2 separate regions of the Hordeum vulgare genome follow, and region 2 is linked to region 1. A link is a contact called in public Hi-C data. All regions are on one chromosome and are shown on one strand. The core of a region is the stretch at or near the end of the contact, and the rest is flanking DNA. Distances in the headings are between cores, read along the strand shown.

Evidence for each region. A called contact is a pair of places that touch in the nucleus more often than the background predicts.
Region 2: a Hi-C map of leaf shows a contact between it and region 1, with 4 times the contacts expected there. The contact joins two enhancer-like sites. A contact is called at or near these places in 2 of 6 Hi-C or Micro-C datasets (leaf and seedling).

The regions. Positions count from the first base shown.
Region 1 is chr2H:587,462,525-587,466,814 of MorexV3_pseudomolecules_assembly, forward strand. No RefSeq gene overlaps it. Among protein-coding and RNA genes, the nearest start is that of LOC123427482, 100 kb to the right of the region's middle. Within about 2 kb of position 2,952, at least 1 of the 3 cell types and tissues checked has open chromatin away from gene starts, as enhancers often do. A contact at or near this core is called in leaf, where this site is marked.
Region 2 is chr2H:587,519,064-587,523,638 of MorexV3_pseudomolecules_assembly, forward strand. No RefSeq gene overlaps it. Among protein-coding and RNA genes, the nearest start is that of LOC123427482, 47 kb to the right of the region's middle. Within about 2 kb of position 1,613, at least 1 of the 3 cell types and tissues checked has open chromatin away from gene starts, as enhancers often do. A contact at or near this core is called in leaf, where this site is marked.

The DNA.
Region 1 (4,290 bases), core at 1,702-4,201:
ACGCAGAAGATTGATTGGGTCAGTTCATTAAAGCACGAGTGTTTTATCGCAGGTTGCACCTATTCGCACGATCTTAGGGAACAAGCTATTCTCCGCTCTCTGCGGCAGCCAGCCGAGCTTTCGCACATGCTTCAAAAGACAAGGTTGCTATATGAGCCGGACCGTTAACGGGTTGCAATGATCCCGGTTGTGGGAACTTTATCAAGATTTTCACACGCTTTTTTTTTTGTTTTGAAAAACTTTTTAGAAGTTTCCTGAATTGTTTTTTGTTTCCTTTTATTTTACTCTTTATTATAACAATTTTCTGTTTCAAAATATATTTTGGATTTTCAAACCATGTTCTGGATTTTCAAATAATGTTTGGAATTTTCAAAAATCATTCTTCAAATTCAAAAAATGGTTTTCCCTTTTCAATTTTTTTACCGGAATTTTAGAAAATTGTAATTCAAATTCGACAAAATGTTTTTGTTTTTTAAAAAATGTTTGGATTTTCAAAAAATGATCTGGATTTTCACAAATTATACATTGAATTCGAAAAATGCTTTGGATTTAAAAAGAACTTATCTGGATTTTCTAAAAATGTTCGAGATTTTCTAAAATGTTCTCGGATCTCGAAAATTGTTCTCCAAATTCGAGAAATGTTTTTTCTCATTAAAAATATATTATAGATTTCAAATATTTACCGTTTTGCACAAACATTTATAACTTTATAAAATGTTCAGGTGTTTCAAAAAATGTTTGCTATTACAAAAAATGTTTGGTATTTCAAGGAAATGTCTGTAATTTTTAAGAAATTTCCAGAATATCAACAGTTTGTTTTAGAAACCAAGTTTGCGTTTAAAAGTTGTTCTTAATTTCCAAAAAATATTCTTGCTTTTAAAAAATGTTGAAATTTCAAAAAAATGTTCTTTATCAAACTTTGTTCATAAATTAAGAAAATATAATGGAATTCAAAATTTGTTCTTTCAATTCAAGAAAATGTTTTTTTGGTATAAATTCGAAAAGAAAAGAAAAAACGAGCCGCAACTAGCGGCGGGTAGGAGCTCCCCGATCCCAGGTCACTAGTTGGTTGTTGACCATGACAGTGGGCTACTCATTAGGCTATTTGACTGATAATTTTTACAAAAATATGTTCATTTTTTAGAAAATAAAATAATAATTTCGAAAACGTGCTTACATTTGAAAAATCAATCATGAATTTGGAGGGGGGAATCATCAATTTGAAAAAAAAATTGAAAAAACAAATAATTTATTTAAAAACAAGAATCTGGAAAACAATGTTCATGGTTTGGAAAAAAACCTTAATTTTTTTGATGATTTTGAAAAAAATACATCAATTTAGAAAAAGAGTTCATCGATTTTGGAAAGTTAATTTTTTTCAAAAAGAGTAATCAATTTTGAAAAACTCTTTAACAAGTTCATGTATTTGAAAAAGATTTCATAGATTTAAAAAATCACAATTTTCAGAATATTTAATTGTTTTTAAAAAAATCATCAATTCTGGAAACAAAACATTTTTGGAAACATCAATTGATTTGGAAAAACGTTCTCGTATTTAATAGTAAAAAAATCGTCAAGTTTGACAAACAAACATCAATTTTGGAAAAAGTACATAGATTTAGAAGAACAAAAATCACAAACGTAAATTAGGTACATCAAACCTCAAAGCATGAGGTCACCGGTTTGATTAGCAGGACACTCGGCATGTCTACCTATTTCTTTGATAAGTTTGATTTTCATTTTTGGTTTCAATTCTTTTCCTATTATTATTTAGTTTCATCTACCTTTTTAATTTTTGCAAACATTTTTCAATTTTTTTTGAAATTATGAACATTACTCAAATCAACGCATATTCTCTTTGAAATCATGAACATGTTTTCAAATTTTGGATATTTGTTGAACTTATGGAGAAAAAAAATCAAATTTGCGAGCTTTTTACCAAATTCATGGACATTTTTCAAATAGATGCCGAATGATTAAATTTGTTCAATGTGTATACTAAACTTTCATATACATGTCGAAAATTTAATCTGAATATATGTTGAAAACTTCTCGAATGCACACTGAACTTTTTCAAAATGTTTGCCAATTGAAAACAAATCATGTATTCAAAAAACGATCATGAGTATAAAACAGGTTCGTAAATTACAGTGTATGGTCCACCAATTTCCTAAAAAAATCAGCAATTGCTAAAAAAATTGATTTAACAACAATGTTCATGGTTTTAAAAAATGTTTAAATCATTGTAAAAAAATATGTATCGAAGAAAATATTCATGTATTCAAAATACGGTCATGGTATTATAAAATATTGATGAATTTGGAAAATATTCTTGTTTTCAACAAAATATTCACAACTTTTTAAAAAGTTCATGATTTTCATTTTTTTTCACAATATTAGACAATGGGTACAAAAATATCAATGACTTCCGCAAGAAACAAAAATAAAATGAAAAAATAAGGAAAAATGAAGAAAAACAAAACGGTAAATAAACAAAAAGGAAATACTTAAATGAAAAAAGGGAAATGTATAAACCGGCTTTGGGAATATTGTAGAACATTTCGAAAACTGGTGGGTAGAAATCGAAATCACTTTTTCACGCTCACGTGTCGCAACGCCCGATTCCTATAAGCAAAGCGCCGTGAAAAGTTATCCATGTCGGATGCAGGGCCATGCATGTACTATCATAATTTCTTCCCTCCCGTGAGTTTCACCAATGGGCCCGCATCCTCGTACCATGTTTTCTGTCCCCTGATTTCAACACGTGGGGTGGGTGGGGCCGTCGTAAAAAAGATCTCGTGTCATGCTAAGTTAGCTTAGAATGGAAACCCCGTCGTGTCGGAAACCGAGCGTTTCAACGCGCGAGCACGAAATAGCATCCCTCGATAGAAATCCCTAAAAAGAATGGTCCAAAAAGGCGTGGATGCATTCGGTGGGTAGGAGCGAGATTTATATTAGGGGACATACACGCCAAATATGATTATGTGTCGCTCGTTAGTGACCTAGCGCGTACCACCTACAGCGTTCGGATTTCTTTTGGGCTGGCCCGTTGGGAATTGTTAACCACTATTTTTTTTTATTCCATGCTTTTCCTTTCCGGTGTTTTTTCTTTTTTCTTTTTTCTGTTTCTTTCTCTTCAGTTTTTTTCTTTTTTTCTCCCCTTCATTATATTGTCATTCCTTTTTATCTTGTTTTCAAATTTGTTATAATTATTCCTCAACCGTGATTTTTCTTTAAACGTAATGAACCCTTTCAGAAGATCTATCTTCCAAAAAGGTTCGTGATTTTGAAAAACTGTTCACGGTTTGACAAGTCTCTTCAATCAACAAACATTTTTGGCCCGATGAACTTTTTTTTATTACATATACATTCTTAAAATTACCACATCATTTAAAAATTCATGACAAAATTTTAATTTGTGATCATTTTTAAATTTCATAAAATTTATTGAATACACAAAAAACGTGAGCTATATCTGATTTCCTAAACTGTTTTGAAAATCATAAACACTTGTTGCATACGGGATTTTTAAGTAAATCCTCAAGATTTTATGGAATATATGAACATTTTATGCTTGATTGCGCATACCATACACACATTTAATAAATTTTGTGACTTTTTTGTAATAAAAATTAGAATAGAAAAGAGATCCCAAAAAGAAAAAAGAAAATGAAAAGTTCAAAATTGGAAAAATAGAAGGCCCGTCAATGGAACACAACAAATGTGCGCGATGCGTCTCCTCCAAGGGTGCAATATGTCGAATAGGACCTCCCAACGAGCTACATACGTGCCAAAAAGGAGATGCCGTATTAGGAGGAGACGCACATCGCACCCCCACGCTTGCTAGCACGCCATTTCGACCAAGGCACATGTAAAGGCGCCCTATTTTTTTACTTACCTTATGTTTCCTTTTTTCCTTTTGCGTTTCGTTAACTTTTCTAATTTTAATAGTCTGGGATTTCAAATAAGTTCCTAAAATTAAATAAATTGATAGTTGGGAAGAATGATACTTTTGCTTATTCAAAAGATGTGCATGAATTTTTAAAAATGTTTCTAAATTGAAAAAATTCAAAAAATCAATAAATATTCATAAATTGAATAAATTCTCAACATTTTTGAAAAAACATATTCAGATATGGAAAATATTTAGTATTTTAGAATAATTGTTCAAAAATTCAAAAAACTATCATGATTTAAAAAAAAAAATTAAACAATTTTGGAATAAATTGTAAACAATTTTGTAATTTAAAATTATGATGAAAATTTTATAAACTTGAAAACTTTTGTCAA
Region 2 (4,575 bases), core at 363-2,862, 55 kb after region 1:
GTATAGATTATGTGCAGCGTTCACCTTCTGCAGTGAAAGAATTAATAAAGGTATAAGTACATGCAACAATGTGATATGTAGTTATGTTGCACAGTGTTTAAACTGTCGTCGAGCGTTGGCGGCAGTTTGTTTCCTACCGGATCAAGGACAGGGCCCAAACCGGCGAAAGCTCCATCTGAGGTTTGTCTTGGATCTCCATTTTTTTGTTTCTATGACCACGATAGATTGCTACACGATATGGGCGATGTTCACTATGCTACCCGCTTGAAGACAATTGACTTGGCTCATTCTTACGTGATCCAACTGATAATATAACCAGTATATTTGAAGAATAAATAAATTAGCTAGTGCTTTACCTTATCTTTGAATACCTATATTTTCTTTTCTTTTCTTTTTTTACTGATCACTCATGCTGGACGGAGTTGGTGGATAATCTTTCCTTCTTATAAAGGTTGGAGTTGGTGGTGAGTCCATATGTGAAACCATATAAATAAACAAATGCACTTCTATCAGCATGTGAGACTAGCAACCTTCCAAAAGATGTAATAAACAAATGGTATTGTTGTGAGACATATGACATCCCAGATAAACAAGTAGCTGCTATCCTAATATGAGCATAACACTTATAAAAATACAAACTTTAAATGCATACGATTCCAATTCAAAATCATGGTCTTAATTTCTCTATCCAATCAATTCATCCAGTTTTATAGCATAATAGAAGAGAGTGGCCACATTGCAATTTCAACATGGTCATAAACGCTGTCCTCCTACAAAATCCATGACCTTGTGCACTGAAATTACTCATGTCCCTTCGCCTATGTTTCAGAATTTAAAATGTTATCTCACTGTAAATGTTGCAAAGGACCTACAATACTCTTAAAATCATCAGTGACTATAGCATGACCTTTTGTTATATTTACGTTCCCTTTTTAATCATAAACCATGCAATAGACGTAAGACATCATCATCTTTGGATGATTTCCTAAGCCAATAGTATCACATCATTGTTTTTATGGCTTCGTACCAAGGCACGGGCATTGTGTTAGTAGTCCAAAAGTTCTTCCCTCTGCTCCATCTTTTTTAGGGGAATTCATCTTTTTATTAGATGGTATAAAACCGGATCGAAGTTTTCTGCAAAGAAAAAAGAATAGTAAAATCGGAGTCCAATTGCAGGGGCGTCGTCTCTATCTTCGTCCTCCTTGACCTCACTCTGCGTTCTTCATTGCTTATTGCAACGTTCCGTTACATCCTGAAAAGAAAACTTCAGTTATAGTCTAAAATTATTCAGATGGAAATATAAACTTGGAATCATGTGTGAAAGCACTTTGTCGTACATGCACTATGAACCGTCTCCATCTGCAAGGCTACCAAACATTTTATTTCTCCTCGAAATGCCATCTTCCCCGTTTCCATTTCACATGAAGCCCTACGAGCCAAATGCGTCGACGTTGACACTGTACTCGACTTGCACGTACGGGCTACGCACGCCCAATTTATCTGACCACCTGACCAAATCAAAGTACGTGCGCCTGGTCACCTGGTGAGTGCAACGGCAATCTGTCCCTAGCAACTAAATGGGGGTAGCCAAACTAGGGAAAACGCTATGGCTGGAAAGGGATGCATGCATGAGAGGCTGGAAAGGGATGCATGCATGGGCTCAACGACCGTCGATGGTCTAGATTGCAAAATCACTAATTGAGGAGTATTTTTTTCAAAACTTATTTCCATATTTTCATGGTGCGACAAGTTGCATACTGCATGTGTTTCACTTGTCGTAACTGGGATTTTTCTCTTTTTTTAGATACGTATTTTTAAAACGTTTTATCTCTTAAATCATTCGTCCAAATCTTGATTTATTTTTGCTTTTGAGTTCTTCACGTTGAGATCTTTAAAACTAGATACCATGTTGATAGATTTTATTTTATTTTCACGAAAAAACCGAACGAGAAAAAACAGATAGAATAGAAGAAAAAGCAAACGCGTTTTTTTCGTTTCCGAGAGGGATGCCTCTAGTGAAAACAAACTCGTGTCTTTCACGAAAAAAACAAAAAAAAATATTTTTTCGTTTTCGAGAGACACGTCCGTGTCTCTCGCGAAAACAAAATCGTGGCTCTCATGAAAAATTACACTTTTTCGTTTTCGAGAGGCACGCCGTGGAAGCAAAGCCGTGCCTTTCATAGAAGCAAAACCATGCCTCTCGTAGACAGAAAAAAGAGCAGAAAATGTGTTTTTTTTTAATTTCCGAAAGACACGGCCATGCCTCTCGCGAAAGAAAAAACGTACATCTCTTAAAAACAAAACCGTGCTTATCACAATGCATTTTTTTCACATAAAAAACGAAGAAAAATATCTCCATCGAAAAGTTAAGACGGACTGATGTAAAACTGAAACAACAAAAAAAGAAAAATAAACATTCTAAAAAAGCGAAAGCACGTGCAAAAAATAAAAAATAAAATCCAAAAAAAACGTTCAGAGCGTGACAAATGACGGTGGGTGAGAGCGCGCCAAATGACAGCACGTGAGAGCGATCCGGGAGGCTCGGAAGGAGTGCTCCCTAACTAGTTGCTCCTTTGAGAGCATCTCTAGCAGACCACGTAAAAGGACCGAACCCGCAAAATTCCAACGAGTATATGGGTTTGGCCTGTTTTAGTGGCCAGAACAGAAACCGTATCGCGCATCTGGCCCATAAATTTTTTACCGCGGCCCGCAAAAGTCCTCTCCAACCGGCATATATGGGGTTTCACAACGCGTTTACGGATCAAACCCTATCCTCCGCCGCGATTGAACTCCAACTGCGCCCTAATTTCTCACCGCCGAAGAGATAAAAAAAACCACCAGCGGGTCGTCCCAACCATGGACGACCACGGAAATGGAGGGGTTGACGCCGAGCGTCGTCGCTGCCGCGCCTCCGACGCCGCACACAAGCGGGGATCACGGAGGTGGCTGAACTATGGCCTCCTACAGCCGCCGACTTTCGAACGCCACGAGCTCGAGGAGTACGAGCGTGAGAACACATGCGTTGGGAGTACGTCCGCAGGCGCCTCGTCCTTGCGGACCATCACTCCGATGAAGAGAAGGGCGGAGGAGCTCGGGCCGCTCGCCGTCAAGCTCGAGGATGACGCCGGCCAGCTGCGTGGAGGGGTCATCGGCCCCGAGGTCTACCTGCCCCTGGGGCAGGAGGATCACCTCATGCGCGCCATCATCGAGCGATCGGCGAGAAAGGTGGCGGAGGACGCCGCGTGCAACCGTCGCGAGCTCGAGATCGAGCAGATCTTCCTCGAGCAAGGGGTCACGACGTCGCAGGCAACCGCGTCCAAGGAGGCGGACCTGCACGTCCTGAAGGCCGAACAGGACAAGATCTGGATCGACCTCGACTCTGACGAGGACTGAGCTCCTCCGGCTCCTCCGCCGCGTCGTTGCCGCTGCACCTGTCGTTTTTGGTAGCATTGGCTCGGGTACGCTGCAGGCCTGTAGATCCCCTTTCACTTACCTAGTAGTAGTATGAAGAACTTATGTTGTTTGATGAAGAACCATGTTGTAGTTTGATGAATGATGTAGTAGTTGTTTTCCACGAACCTTTTTTTAATTGTTAAGTTTCATATACGAAATCTGATCTTTGATGCATCAAATGGTCCTGCAAAATCGCTTCGCAGCGACCTATTGCAGGTCGCTCTTTTGCGGGGTGTGCTTGAGATGCTTTCAGAATGGGCTGGCTTGGTATGCGACGTTTCCTTGTTTGTGGGCCCGACCAATGAAAGCCCGACCTTCTCTTTGTTTGTTTCTATTTCATCCACACGGGGGGCCTGTCCGCCCAAGACAAACGGGCCTGTTGGAATTGGATTGCTCCAGCAGTCTATATCTCTGTACAGTTTTTCCACTGATCATCATGGAGTAAGTTCATCTGAAAAATAAATAAATAATGGAGTAAGTATATCACGAGATTGAGTACTAGTATGAAAGCCATTTGTCTTACATGATTTGCACGCTCTATCTATTCACTATTCTCTGCATGTCAACCTATCGGACTTTTCCCTTTCCCAATCGGGATCCTCTCTCGTTACCATTTCATCGAAGCCTGCATGCCAACCACGGAGTCCTCTCCTTCCTTTCATGGGGCTACACGCCAGGTGCAATGCATCGACATGGACATGGACACTCCACTGAACTTGCACGGCGACGTTACACGCGCCCGACTCATCTGACCACCTGACCAACTCAAACTACCACAAGCGAATGCATCCACATACGTACACACACGTACACGTCGTGTGATGCTGCACTGTATCACTCAGCGAGGTGCAGCCTGCCCTGCAGGAACCAGACGTAATTCCATGAAGCGGCAGGGAAAGGGCGCGGATGCATGCGATATGCTGGTATATATCGGACCCTGACACCGCACCATCCAAAACAGCATACGTCTCGCGCCAGGCAAAGGCTCCATCGTGTCTTGATTTTTGCACAGCAAAACGACAAGGCCATGTGTACACAATACACACACAATAAACTAGTGCAGTACGAGTAGAACGCAGACCTCCCATATCCATCAGGTCGATGGTTTTACTACCTTGCTGT